Regions from separate parts of the Ovis aries genome. Here region 2 is linked to region 1. Evidence: chromatin contacts called from public Hi-C data. All regions are on one chromosome and are shown on one strand. Each heading gives the region's core, a stretch centred on a gene start, on an enhancer-like site or on the middle of the called end of the contact. The rest is flanking DNA. Distances are from core to core; before and after follow the strand shown. Region 1 holds the start of ZNF503 (zinc finger protein 503). Region 2 overlaps LRMDA (leucine rich melanocyte differentiation associated).

What was found. Hi-C and Micro-C count contacts between places; a contact is called where the count stands out from the background.
Region 2: a contact with region 1 is called in a Hi-C map of tail adipose tissue, with 2.2 times the contacts expected there. The contact joins the enhancer-like site here to the promoter of ZNF503 in region 1. A contact is called at or near these places in 2 of 16 Hi-C or Micro-C datasets (skin fibroblasts and tail adipose tissue).

Annotation. Positions count from the first base shown.
Region 1 is chr25:30,348,326-30,351,196 of ARS-UI_Ramb_v3.0, forward strand. It overlaps ZNF503 (zinc finger protein 503), which reads right to left and starts at 1,415. Exons shown (of 2, transcript XM_027962213.2): 1 at 763-1,415; 2 at 1-28. The coding sequence starts at 1,071. It overlaps LOC114110806 (putative uncharacterized protein encoded by ZNF503-AS2), which reads left to right and starts at 1,160. Exons shown (of 4, transcript XR_006058018.2): 1 at 1,160-1,498; 2 at 1,742-1,905.
Region 2 is chr25:30,731,240-30,734,110 of ARS-UI_Ramb_v3.0, forward strand. All of the region lies in intron 2 of LRMDA (leucine rich melanocyte differentiation associated), which reads left to right. Among named protein-coding and RNA genes, the nearest start is that of TRNAG-CCC, 310 kb to the left of the region's middle. Within about 2 kb of position 1,447, at least 4 of the 54 cell types and tissues checked have an H3K27ac peak or open chromatin away from gene starts, as enhancers often do. A contact at or near this core is called in tail adipose tissue, where this site is marked.

The DNA.
Region 1 (2,871 bases), core at 165-2,664:
GCGCCAGCGGGCTCTTCTTGGCATCGAGCTGCAGGGTCAGACGTGGGGCGGGGGGGGGCGCACAAAGAAAGAAGGGGAAACCCTTTAGAATCCTGCCTTCTAGGTTTCGAGCGCACCTCAGCCAAGACCGTAAAGATCCTTCCAGCCCCGAGGCGCAAATCTAGGAGACATCCCTTCTACACACACATTCTCTTTCTTGAGAAAGGCCACAGCACCCCCACCCCACCCCCAGCCCCGCCACCAGGATCTTTCCTGTCCTCTCTAAGCGATAACTGGATTGGAAAAAAAAAAAAAACAAACTCGAAAAATGTTTTGGTTTCTGATTCTTTGACCCAGAACTGTACTCCCCACCCCCACCTCTAATACTTCAGAGTAAGGGCTCGGGTCGTTGGCGCCTTAGAGGCTGTGTACAAATACCAGCTTCTGGGAAACCGGAGGACCGGGACTTTGGAACCGTATTTTGGACTCCCGTCTGTCTTCTGGCCTGAGAGTGAGGGGGCCTGGGTCGAGGTAGGGGCTTTAACACCAATGGAAGAAACAAGTTTTGATTGCCTTGGCTCCTAGCATTCACACCCCATTCTACCTCCTCCCCTCTTTCCGCCCTAGTTTTAAGGTGCGGGAGCACGATCCTCTCCCCTCATCCCGGAGCTGAATCACTCCGATCCCCCCACCTTCACCCCCTGCAGATCACAAGAGAAAGAAATCCCGTGGAGGGGCAGCCAGAGTGGTGGTCCCAGCGCGATCCGGGGATAGGGTCCTTACCTCTATGGGGCTGACGGGAGTGGAAGGCAGGGGCTGCAGGTACTCAGGGTGCAAAATGTGGCCAGTCCGTGCCGTCAGCATCTTCAGCACCTTGATGGGCAGGCGGTTAGCCTGGCGGAGGGGGTCAGAGGGGGGCACAGCGTGCACAAAAGGCTTGGTGCTGCCGGCCGGGGACGAGCCTGGGCCGGGGCCGGAGCTATTTCCAGAGAGCGCGCTGGTCCAGGCAGGGTCCGCACTGCCGCCGCCGCCGCCGCCGCCGCCGCTGTGCTTACTGCTTCTTAAGGCAGAAAGCGAGGGCGCTGTGCTCATGACCCACCCGCGCGCATGGGAGCAGCGGGGGGAGGGCTCCAGGAGGCGCGGGGCGGGCTCCGGGCTGCGCTCTCGCCCGGGGAGCAGGAGCAGCAGGAGGAGGTGGAGCTGGCTCGGCGGTCACAGGCGCCCAGCGCGCCTTCTTGGCGCCTGGAGCCACAAGCGAATAATCCTGGGTGGCCCGCAGCGGAGCCGCGGCCGAGCGGGAGGAGCCGGCCCGACTGCGGGAGTGCCGGGTGGCTAGCCGTGTCGGCCTTGGGCTGTGCCCCTGCGCTGCGCACTCGCGGCCCGGCGCTGGCGCTGCTCTCCGCGATGTGAGCCGCTGCCTGTCCAGCCGGGGCTCTGGCGAGGAAACTCACTTCAAAAGCAGCTGCACCGAGGGGGAGATTAAAGCCTTTGCCGCCTTCCAATCAAATGGGAGCCCGAGGTGATTGGAGGGTCAAGGGGATGTGACGCGTCCCGCGCCGCCGCCGCCGCCGCCAGGACTCTCAGCGCTGGTTTTAATGGGCAGCTCCCTCTTTGCCGCTCCCCCTGCGTGTCCCCTCCCTAGATTTCGCTCGGAGGACGAGCTGGACATTTATTCTACGTTTGCTATCTGCCGCCTCCCTCTCTTTTCTTCCTCGTCGTCCTTTTCCCCAGCTGGAGAATAAACTGAAACCTTCTTTTGCAGGAGGGTGCTTGCAAGGAACAGTTTGAGCGTGTTCAGAAGGAGCACTAGCAGGAGTCTGGACAACGGCCGGACTGTCAACTCCAGGGCCGCCACGGAGGTCCACACCCCCAAGTATTCTCTCCCCCGCCTCAGTAATTGAAATCTCCTGCGGTGCAGCCGCCTGGGTAAGGAAAGGTGGGGAGCGGGTGTTGGAGGAAGTCCGCCCGCCCGCTTTGATTTCCCGGGATTCGGCGGCAGAGAAACCAGAAGCTAGGTGGGCAGCGGAGGCGGAGGAGGCAAGTCTCGGCTCTAAGCTAGGTTCCCCGCCCTTCCCGGCCACGTGACGCCCGGAGATGCGCAGATTGGGGCAGGAGGGGGGTCACATGTTTCCTCTGTTTCACACTCAGCACCCCCCCGCAATTCTTACTCTCCTTTGCCACCCTCTCTTCTACCCGCGCCCCCCTCCCGAGTTCTCTGGGCATCTCCACCCCTCCATCAATTGTCAATGTTCCTCGACCGCAATCAATCAGTTATTTGTCAGCTCTTGTCAATCCGCCGGTGATTTATGTCAGCTTTTGTTGCTGATTACAAGGCGGGTGCGACTTGAAGGGAAAAAGGGAGAGGGAGAGAGAGACGCAGAGGAAGGAAGAGACTGAGGGGGAACTGAAGGAGGGGGAAGGAGGAGCAGCCTCCTGGGATGAGAGGCGGGGGCTCTAAGAAAAAGAATGAAAGAAGAGAAAGAGGCGCTCGGTGTCAGGAAAATGAATAGTGAGAGTAAAGTGCGCAGGTGCGCCAAGGGCGCTGAGAAGGGTGCGCTGGCCTGGGGTGTGCGCCTCGCTCCTCTAGGTACTGGAGAGAGAGATAACACCCTTCCACCTCTGGGGATTCCGTTCCTTTGGGGCCACGCGCAGAGTTCCGAGCGCTCTCGGTATCCGAGACAGGCAGTGGCGACGTCCAACACGGGAGATTTTTTACCCCCCAAGCCATGGTACTCCCTTCGGGGTACGTTGAGTGCAGTCGTCAGGCTGCCAGCTGGCCCCCTCTACCCCCTCCCTAGTGCCCTGACTCCAAACTCGGAAGCTTCTTTCTAAGAGCCACATTACCAACGTAGCCTTGAGTTCTGGAGGTCAGTGGTGGGGTACCCCCCCCTC
Region 2 (2,871 bases), core at 197-2,696, 380 kb after region 1:
AGAACACTTACTCTGAGGAGAAGTCAGACTTAATGGAAGCTGGAACTCATCAGGGATGGGCCAAGTGTGCATGTCCTATGAAACCTGTGGGATTTGAGGGAGTGTTTTGATTGCAGAAACTGCAATCAGAGGTTTGCTGCAGCCTTCATGCTGTCAGATGGGGGGAATTTAACTTTGAGTACAGCTACTCGAGACACACAAATCACCGTCTTCACGTGTGGCAGTCTTTGTCACTTCCAGCAAGTTACAAAATTATATCAGAGGAGTGGAGTGTGATACCACTTAGATGGTTACTTACCAGAAAAACATTCCAAATCTGAGAATTATTAAGAAGTGAAAAAATCCCTTAATTGCAACAAGTTACCCACTGCACAGAAAGACTCTGTGGCAGAGAAAATTGGCAATGTTCTGATGATCAGATTGAACAGCTGGAAGACTCCTATTCAAACTACTTTTCGAGTAATAAAGCTAATAATTTTTCTCACAGACTGCTGTGATAGCCATAATTCTGTTTTGTTAAGATGTCTGTTCCCTATACTTCATTGAATATGCACATGCTTATTTTTGGCCCACCATAATTATAAATAATGCGTGTGTGTGTGTGTAACTGTAGTTTTCAAAATTTTTGCATTTTTTTCCTTTTCTCCTTTTATGTTTTATGAAGTGTCTCTCTCCCTGTATTTTAAAGTTTTTAATACATCAAAAATGGCTAAGTGACATTAATCTTTGTTTCCAGTGGCTCATGCCAGGCAGAGCACCTTCTTTCCTGTTTTCTTTGTCTCATGTATCCATTTGATCAAGAGCTACATTATAAACATTTAATTTAAAAATTTACTGAAAAACATTGTTTCCATGGTGGGAGTGGTTGAACTCTACATTTAAAGACGGTTAAAATGGAAACTTCTGTTATGTGTATCATACCACAATTGAAAAAATAGTTATATGTGCACAGTGAAAAATGCAGAAGGTATCAACAACAACAACAAAATCTTTTTCCTCGACAACCTTCCCTTTCCCAGAAGCCACCATCACTAACAACTCTTGTATGGCCTTCCAGAAACTTGACGTTTCTATTCAAGCATAGGATTATGTTTTGAAAGAATTGTGTAATGCGAAAATAAAGCCAGATTGGTTCTGTGCAGGCTAGGGGAGGGAAGGGGAGGGAATGATGGATGAGAGAGGGAGATGGGGGAGCGGTGAGACTGGTGTTGACCAAATTCTAATTCTGAACATTTGTGTGAACCCTTCTCCATGGTCTCACGCCATGCTGTTTCATCAAGGGTTAGGGAGTGGAACTGGGAAGTTGTGGAAAGCCAGGAAGAGAATGTGAGTTCCAGAGCTGTCGTTGGTTGTGGTCCAGAGGGAGAGAGCTGTGAGTAATGGGGCGCAGTTAAGCAGAGAGGAATTTAGGCTGGGAAAATCAGGACAGATTTCACAATGGGGAGAGTGTGTGGACATGCCCCTGGGGAGGTAAGGGAAGCTTTGCCATTGGAGGGGCTGGAGGCAAGACTTGACACAGAGCATGAGAAAATGGATGACAGGGAACCATCCCTGGGGGTTGATGCAGCGACCTTAATCAGGCTCTTTCCTGCCTAGCTCTGGATTCACTGATTCAATCTCAAATGATCCAAAGGAAAGGAACAATTGCTTGGAAAATGGCCTTAGGGAATGATGGCGATTGACAGTAGATCTCAAAAGACTCTCCCGCACAAATTAGCTCCATCTATCCAACCATCCATTTACTCACCCTTTCATCCATCTATCCATTGTTCATCCATTTAACAAATAGTTTTTCAATGTCTACTAAGTATCTGTATTGAAGGTACTTTGAATAGGCTGATGGGAAAAGTCACTTATACTGATACTTGTGGATCAGATGGAAAGAACTGGAGATAAACATTTCAGAAACATGTGAAGGCCACAGGGTATGAGGAGGTTTAGCAAGTTTGAGGACCAGAGATAACCAAGTGAAGAGACTGAAAGAGGTTTAAGATGAAGAGGCAGGCGGGGGCCAGATTTCTCAGGGTCTGATGAGCTCTGAAAATTGGAATTTTATTCTAATAGCAGTGGGATCTGAGTATAGATCTAGGAGGGCCTGTTGCTTCTGCTTTCAGACTTTCTTTATATACCTTCTAGTCTCCACTTTTTGCAAGTCAATTGTAGTTGTCAGAGGTGAAGAAGGTCTTTGGACACTTTGATACAGAATCAACCAGGTCTGTGAAAGGCAAGTGTGGGAACACAGTGAGAGTGGGAAAGATATTTAGGCTGCCTTGTAGTTCTGCTTTTGCTTCAGGTGGTCAGGATCTTCCAGAGGAGGGCTGTAGTATGAAGATAATTATACTGGAGAAGAAGGATCACCTAAAGTGAACCAACTTAAATGGAAAGTAAAATGTAATAGCAAATATCAGGGAAATTTTGGAATTTGATCTTAAAAGCCAAAACTCAAAATTATGTATATATGTATATATATTTTGTATCAAAAATATTTTTAGCTGTAATTGCAACTATGGTATAATTCTTAAAACAGAAAGTTCAACAATTACATTTCCCCCTTTTTTTTTCCGTATAAAATTACATACTTGCCCCGTAGGTCTTCTACTTTGTTGTTGTTGATTAGTTGCTAAGTCGCGTCTGACTCTTTTGTGACCACATGGGCTGTAGACCTCCAGGCTCTGTTCATGGGATTTCCCAGGCAAGAATGCTGGAGTAGGTTTCCATTTCCTTCTCTGGGTGATCTTCCCAACTCAGGGATCAAACCCATGTCTCCTGCATTGGCAGATGGATTCTTTACCACTGAGCACCTGAGAAGCCCATCTTTTACTTTACATTTGTTTTCATTATCTGATCATAAGAGTTGTTTATATGAGCCTT